Regions from separate parts of the Hordeum vulgare genome. Here region 1 is linked to region 2. A link is a contact called in public Hi-C data. All regions are on one chromosome and are shown on one strand. The core of a region is the stretch at or near the end of the contact, and the rest is flanking DNA. Distances in the headings are between cores, read along the strand shown. Region 1 has its middle 170 kb from the start of LOC123398911. Region 2 holds the start of LOC123398911 (zinc-finger homeodomain protein 1).

What was found. A called contact is a pair of places that touch in the nucleus more often than the background predicts.
Region 1: a Hi-C map of seedling shows a contact between it and region 2, with 1.8 times the contacts expected there. The contact joins the enhancer-like site here to the promoter of LOC123398911 in region 2. A contact is called at or near these places in 1 of 6 Hi-C or Micro-C datasets (seedling) and 1 of 1 datasets of contacts at active chromatin or transcription factors (embryo).

The regions. Positions count from the first base shown.
Region 1 is chr5H:467,091,907-467,095,239 of MorexV3_pseudomolecules_assembly, forward strand. No RefSeq gene overlaps it. Among protein-coding and RNA genes, the nearest start is that of LOC123398911, 170 kb to the left of the region's middle. Within about 2 kb of position 1,570, at least 3 of the 3 cell types and tissues checked have open chromatin away from gene starts, as enhancers often do. A contact at or near this core is called in seedling, where this site is marked.
Region 2 is chr5H:466,922,932-466,926,440 of MorexV3_pseudomolecules_assembly, forward strand. It overlaps LOC123398911 (zinc-finger homeodomain protein 1), which reads right to left and starts at 1,749. Exons shown (of 1, transcript XM_045093353.1): 1 at 1-1,749. The coding sequence starts at 1,326. The coding sequence ends at 418.

The sequences.
Region 1 (3,333 bases), core at 320-2,819, 170 kb after region 2:
ATTGTTTTACTAGACATATTTGCATGGATAAATTATTTTCTAAAATTACTTTGAATGTTACGGGCTTGGTTTAGTTAAACAGATGAAATATGATCCATTTCATGTAAATTATGTTCAAACTTTTATGATTATGTCGTATTCGATGAAACTCGTTCGTTTTTTTTAAATCATCTTTGCAAGGGCGGGCCGGCAAAATCTAGGACCGAGTGCGAAACTAAAAAAGGGGCCCTATCTCACTAAAAAGGAGCTAACTAGCAATTATACGAACCAGACTAATGTTTCTCTTGATGACACTATCGTGTATTATTAAATATAAGAAAAAATGATGAACAAAATAAATTTGAAATTATAAAATAGCATATATCAATTGGAGATCATGCGTCAATGTTTGGATATTAGACAACCCGTCTAACTCGCCTAATTTTGGGTCCTCTCCGGTTGAACTGCTACACTCTAATGTTTAACTCACGAGGTAAAAACCAATCTCTAACGAAGTAATGATCCCTATCTAAAGTTAACTAGAAAATTCTATCACGGATCGATCCGACAAGGCGACGACTGGGAAATTTGGAAGAGGAAGCTACGAAGGCAACAGTGGCAGCGGCCTGAATCCGATCTACCTGATGAGACGAAGTCGATGAGACAATCCAATTTCCTATAGCAAGGTAGACGCGGTTGTTGCCATGGTCTCCGGATCAAGAGACGAGACGCTCCCGATAGACTTTTGTAGTGATCCCTTTTTTAAACCAACATAGTGTTTCCATATTATCAATTGAGTTGTTTCCTTTTTTTGAGAAATATCGATCGAGCACTAACGCTCAGTACTGCTAACGCTCCCGCGCTCGATGGCCTCAACTCAGGTCGAGAGAGAGCATTTATGATTATTTTAAGAAATATTGCAACACCTATATACAAAATTTGGGGCCTCTAAAATTATAGACCCTGTACGGCCGCACATTTTGTAGCACTACTGACTCGGGCCTGCCTCTTTCAAAGATATGAGGGCATGGTTGAAAGGCCAGCTCCTATACCAGTGTCCATGTATTTGTCCGGACTAGTCCTCGGACAACAGATACGTGTATAATTTTGGGGCGAGGCATAGTGGGCCCAGTGTCGGCTTGTATGCCAAGTTGGTACTCTCTTCCTCCTGACGGGCCTAGTTGCTGGCCCATCTTGGTCTCCCGGGTAAATGTGATTTCTCATGTACAGCTTGTACGTGCTGAATGCAACAAAAACCATACCAAGCGATCTATTCAATTCAGCTGCGCGCGGTGTGACGGATGGACCACCAGATTTGCTGCACGTCCGGAGCGAACAAGTATATATGGGTGCGTCGTTTCGATCTGTCGTTTCGATCTAGATTTGGTCCGCTCACGCACCTGAGGCCAAACCCGCGTGCATGCGCCCCAGCAGAGATCGCAGCACATCACTCCCGCAATATATACGTGCACATTACGACTTTGCACCCATGCATGCAGGTACAGAGCCAAAACCGCTGGGTCCATGGATGCACCCTACTTGCCGCCGTCCATGCATGATTCAGGTGAGCCCGGGGGGACAAGCGCGGAAGAAAACAAGCGGGTGGCACATACATGGTGGCATAGGGTATTCGAAGTGCACGCAGATGGTGCTGCTCTAGCCCGCCAAACTGCCCTGCTGCTGCATGAGGCGTGGCAGCCTGGCAAGGCAGGTCCATGGGGGCCAAGACCTAGCCTAGCGGCAGAGAACCGGCCGGCAGCAGCAGCCATGCATCCATCAATGCATGAATGAATAACTCATCAATGATAAGTTCAAGCCGGCCGATCAGACGGTAGGGCTCGATATGCTGCTGTTGGTGGAGTCGGGGTGACCCGTGTTGGTGTGGGACTATGGGCATTTCCATGGCCATGGCCGAGCGAGCGAGCGAGCGAGCGAACGCACGGAATGAGGGTGTAAAAGCTGGCGGAGTGGACTGGCGCCGGACTCTGCCAACGGTGCGTGCATGTCTGTGCATGTTGCGTGGTTGGCTCTGCGGCTACACGCTCTGGCATCGAGCGCAGGAGGCAGAGCAGGCCAGGCAACCGTATGCTCGTCACGTGCCGCGCCTGCAACTGCAAGGAGGGAAGACAGACCCATGCCGTTTTGGCTGTGTATATATGGTATCTTTTACTCCATGGCTTGCGATTAATATGCAAATGACAAGTGAAGACCAATGTCGCTTAACACTAGTCCGGGCTCTCGCAGTTTATTTGGAGAGTATCGTGCTTAAGTCGGTCGATCTCTCAGTGAGCATGGCCTCGCATGCAAACACAATTATCTTCACGTGAGAGGAACACTTCGTTTGTTACATTCAATAACCTAACTAGTAGGTGATCCACGTATTTGTGCGGTCAATTCATTATAGAGTAAATCTAAAATGCACACAATGCACGGTCACTTTCCCATGCAGCGGCTGATGCGCGTAAGTCGGAAGAGCTCGCTTAGCAGCGTTGCATTTTTAAAAAGATTTATCTTTCAAACCGTTATCTCAATCAATGATCCGTTTTCATCACTCATTTTATGGCGACGAGATTTTCAAAACTAGATCCCATGTCGACATGTTTCAACATTTTTTTGCTCGTACTTACCACATTTGTTGTAGTTACTTGTCATATTAGTAAGTACTTACTTGTGTGATAAAAAATAACTTAATCATCATATTTTTGAAAATTCCGTATAAATATGACATCTCGACATAATCAAACTAGTAAGCACAAACAACTTTTTTTAGGCGATCACGCGCAGAAATATGACAACTCAACATATTTAAAATCGAGACCACAAGAAATCTTTTTTGGTCATCGTTTGTAAATATGACAACTTGGCAGAGTTAAACTAAGAAGCATACAAAATAGTTTTCTGGCAAAGTTGTATGTAAATATGACAAGTTGGCATATTTAATTTGACAAACACAACCTACGACATGCTTTTATATCATGTATGATGAAAACTACTACAAGCTTTGTACGAAACAATATTAAAAAGTAACAATCAAGTTATTTTTTTCAGACAAGTAAGTGGTTAATAATATGGCAAGTGGGTCAAAAAATATGGCAAGTATGAACGAAAAAAATAGTTGACGGAACATGCCGACATGGGATCTAGTTTCGAAGAACTCGTCGCGAGAAAGTCAATGATGAAAACGGATCATCGATTGAATTAACGATTTTGTAGATAAAACTTTTTCAATTTCAAACATCAAAGGGAATCTTGCATGTGGTGTTGTATGGCTTTTTTTGTTTTTTGTGTGAGTTTTTCAGTCGTGCTTAGTCTGTAGGAGCCGTCGTACGACAAGACCTTCGTGCGGCGTCGTTG
Region 2 (3,509 bases), core at 499-2,998:
CCCAGGAAGAACCAAATCAGCAAATGGCCATGGCGCCATAGCTAGGGATTACATTCCTACTTACTCCACTAAACAACATGAGCAACAGTAGATAAATAAAAACAGAATGCAATAGAATAGAATAGGGAACCACCTAAATCCATCCAAGAACCAAGGAACTCTCGCTACGGATTAACCTAATGTAAGCCAGCCAGCCAGCCAGCCAGCCATGCACCGCTCCGGCCGGAGGGGAACGCCGTCAAGCGCGAATGCAATGGCTATAAGCTGAACAAGGAAGCAACATGCAGATGCTGGTACCTATCGGGGGGCTAGCCATGCCATGGTGGGTCGATCAGCTAGCTCGGCTGAGGCCCATGACGCCAGATGCGTCGTGCATGCGGCTTTTTCTTGGGGTGGTGGTGGTGGTTGCATGCGGCGTCAAATGCTGGGCGGCTTCTTGCCGAGGGTGTGCTTGTTGTTGTGCATCCAGACCTTGAGGACGTGGCGCTTGACGCCCACCTCGTCGCAGAAGTGCAGCACGGCCGCCTCGTCGTGCTTCTGGATGCGCCACCCCACGCGCTCCGCGAAGGCCAGCATCTTGTCCTTCTGCTCCTGGGTGAACTTGGTGCGGAACCGCTTCTTGCCGGACCCGGACCCGGAGCCGTACCCCGACGGGCCCGCGCCCAGGGACATGCTGCTCAGCGGGGCCAGCGCCGACATGGGCCCTGCCGCCATGCCCGACAGCTCCTCGGCGTCGTCGCGGCCGCTGTGGGAGGTGGACGGGAGCGCCAGCGGTCGAGGGTGGCCTGCGGCAGCGGCGGCGACCGCGGCGGCTGCGGCGGCCATGTGGTGCTGGTGGTGGTGCAGGTAGCCCGCCGGGGTGCGGTAGTAGGGCGAGAACTGGTGGTGCGGCACGCCTCCGTAGGGGACCATTGCGGTGGGAGAGAAGGGCGAGCCCTCGGCCCCCGCGGGGAAGTCGGACTCCCTCCGGTGGAAGTTGCGGTGGCAGTTGCACGCGGCGCAGCGGAGCGCGTCGATGCTGCCCTCCTCGCCGGCGGCGATGAACTCGCCGCAGCCGTCGACGGCGTGCCCTCCGATGCCCACCGCGTGGTTCTTGAGGCACTCGCGGTACCTTGCGCCGCCCGGGACCTTGGCACGGCCGCCGAGCTCACCACCACCGCCGCCACCACCAGGAGGCTTGTTCGGCGTAATCCCGGCGCCGGCAAGCCCCGTGGACAGCGGCGGCGGAGTCTCGTAGCTGGAGCTCACCGGCATCGGCATCGGCATCGGCATGGACATGTGCATCTCCTCGTCGCCGTCGTCGTGGTCGTCGAAGTCCATGCTCATCTAGCTAGGCTAGGCTAAGCAGAAGCTGCTGGGTTTGCCGGCGTGTTCTCGAGAGGAGGCCGGGCTAAGAGAGGGCTTATTAGCAAGGGTTAAAACTGGGATGAAGGGATAAGAGACGCAGGAGAGAGTGTGGACACCATCTGGCTAGCTGCCAGTTTTGACGACGCGCTGCACCAAGGCTGCAGCGCCTGCCTAGGCGATGATGTAATAAGATGCACACACACACACTCTCTCTCTCTCTCTTCTCTCTCTGTAGCGAACTCGCTTTCTCTCCTGTTCACCGCCTACCTCCCTCTCGAGTCGCGCACTTGTCTGATCCCTCATCTCTCCACCCGGCCAAGGCGTGATGTATGTTCTTTTGCTTCATGCTCATGTCTTTGCTGTCTGTCTGTCCCTCTCCGCCCCGCCCTTCCCTTTTCGACCGGTTTGGCTCCAATGCCTTTTAAATTCAGGTTCCGAATATTTGATCGTGACATCTGGTCCTTGCATTTTTCTTTTCTTTTCTTTCTCGTGTCTAGAACATGGTCAAGGTCAACACAAGATCCCCGCTTCTTCTTGTGCTTCAGGAGGTGAAATTCATGAAGGCCAAACCTCTCTGGCAGCATCAGGCAAATTTATATCTACCCTAACCGAAAACTGTGTTCCCGGGTCGAGTGATGTAAGCAACGCTAGCTAAGCTAGCCTTTCCCCAGAGCATCGAAGTGCGCAACCCGTCATTTTCAGGTCCTAATTAACTAGTATCTGCACCGCACGCAAGCATACAAAACCCCCCACTGTGCTCCTCCTGCACGCTCTGCGTTTCTACCGTCCGTCCACCGTGTAGACGTAGCCAAGAAAACGTCGAGGCTGGTATAGTAATAGTAGTACTAGTAGTAATACAGTGCGTTTCTACCACTCGCTCGGCTTCGGGGCTTTCGGACGCTACCATAAACTAGCACGCACTTCCAAATCCTACATGCAAATCAAGTACTCCTACTACTGGTATACAGCTAAAGCAGGACGGACGCAGTGGGGCGAAATGACGGAGGAATAAAACGTAGAGCTCCGTCATAGCCATAGCCAGGCCGCCGGCCACCCTAGCTGAGTTCACAGCGGGCGCTGAGCTAGGACGGTCCCCGGCCGGTAACTCGCTCTCACCTCGCCGCAACAGCAATGACCCTGATCGATCTGGCTGGCGCGGTGGCGCATAGTTGACCTGAGCTGGGCTGGGGGTTTCGGTTTCTTGCCGTGCCGTGGTGTGGTGTGGTGCGCCGCTTAAGCGGCTGGCTAGCTAGTCTCCAACTCCGGCCGACTTAATTGCCCGTTTAAGCCATGCTAGCAGCTTTGTCCCATGCGCCCGCGGAAACGGCCCCATGTCACGGCTATAAACAAGCTAAGCTAGGACGGGCGGCAGGATAAGCCTTTGCTTTCTTAAGCTACGTACTACGTGGGTCGACGGCCAGGTGGGTTCACGGCCGAAACCACGTGTTTTGGCCTGCGGGCATGGGCGCGTGCATGCGCGGCATGTCTCGCCACTTGCGACGTCACACCCGGCTGTGATCGATGCCGCTGCTGGGCCGGGTGCGCATTTCTGGAAGGAAACTGCCCGCGCGATTTAATTCCGGGCGGGCGGACGGACGAGGAATTATTAAGGCGGCAGATGCCTTATCTGGAGGTGTGATGTGATAAAGGTTTACTCCTAAGCAGCACAGGTCCACAGGCTGCTAATCTTGGCGATCTCCTCCGAGCCGTCGTGCGCGTGGCGCCGGGCCGCCCGCCGGTTGCTTTCGGCCGCGGCGTGGACGCGCCGATCCGGCCGTGTGTTTGCGTTTTACGTGGACACGGCGGGGGAGGGCGAGAGCTTTGCTTGTCCTCCTTCGCGGCCCCGGGAAATTGTTTCGCTTCGCCGCTGCATTGATGCGGACACGGACCGGATCCAAGTTGATTTGGTGGGCCTATATGACAGCATCCTCGTGTATGATGGTTTGCCACAGCTCGCAATTTAATTCCACTCATTGCACGAAATACTAAACGATTGTCCTCCTGAGGCCTCGTTTGACACGGAGTATTCGGAAGGTTTCAAGAGAAAAATCCTCGAAAGGGTAAAAACCCCACAAAACCTCGGACGCCCATTTGATAAAAGGGGTTTGCTTAGCCGAATCCCTTCCGTTCCCCTTCTATCCATTTCTATCCATGTGTTTCAG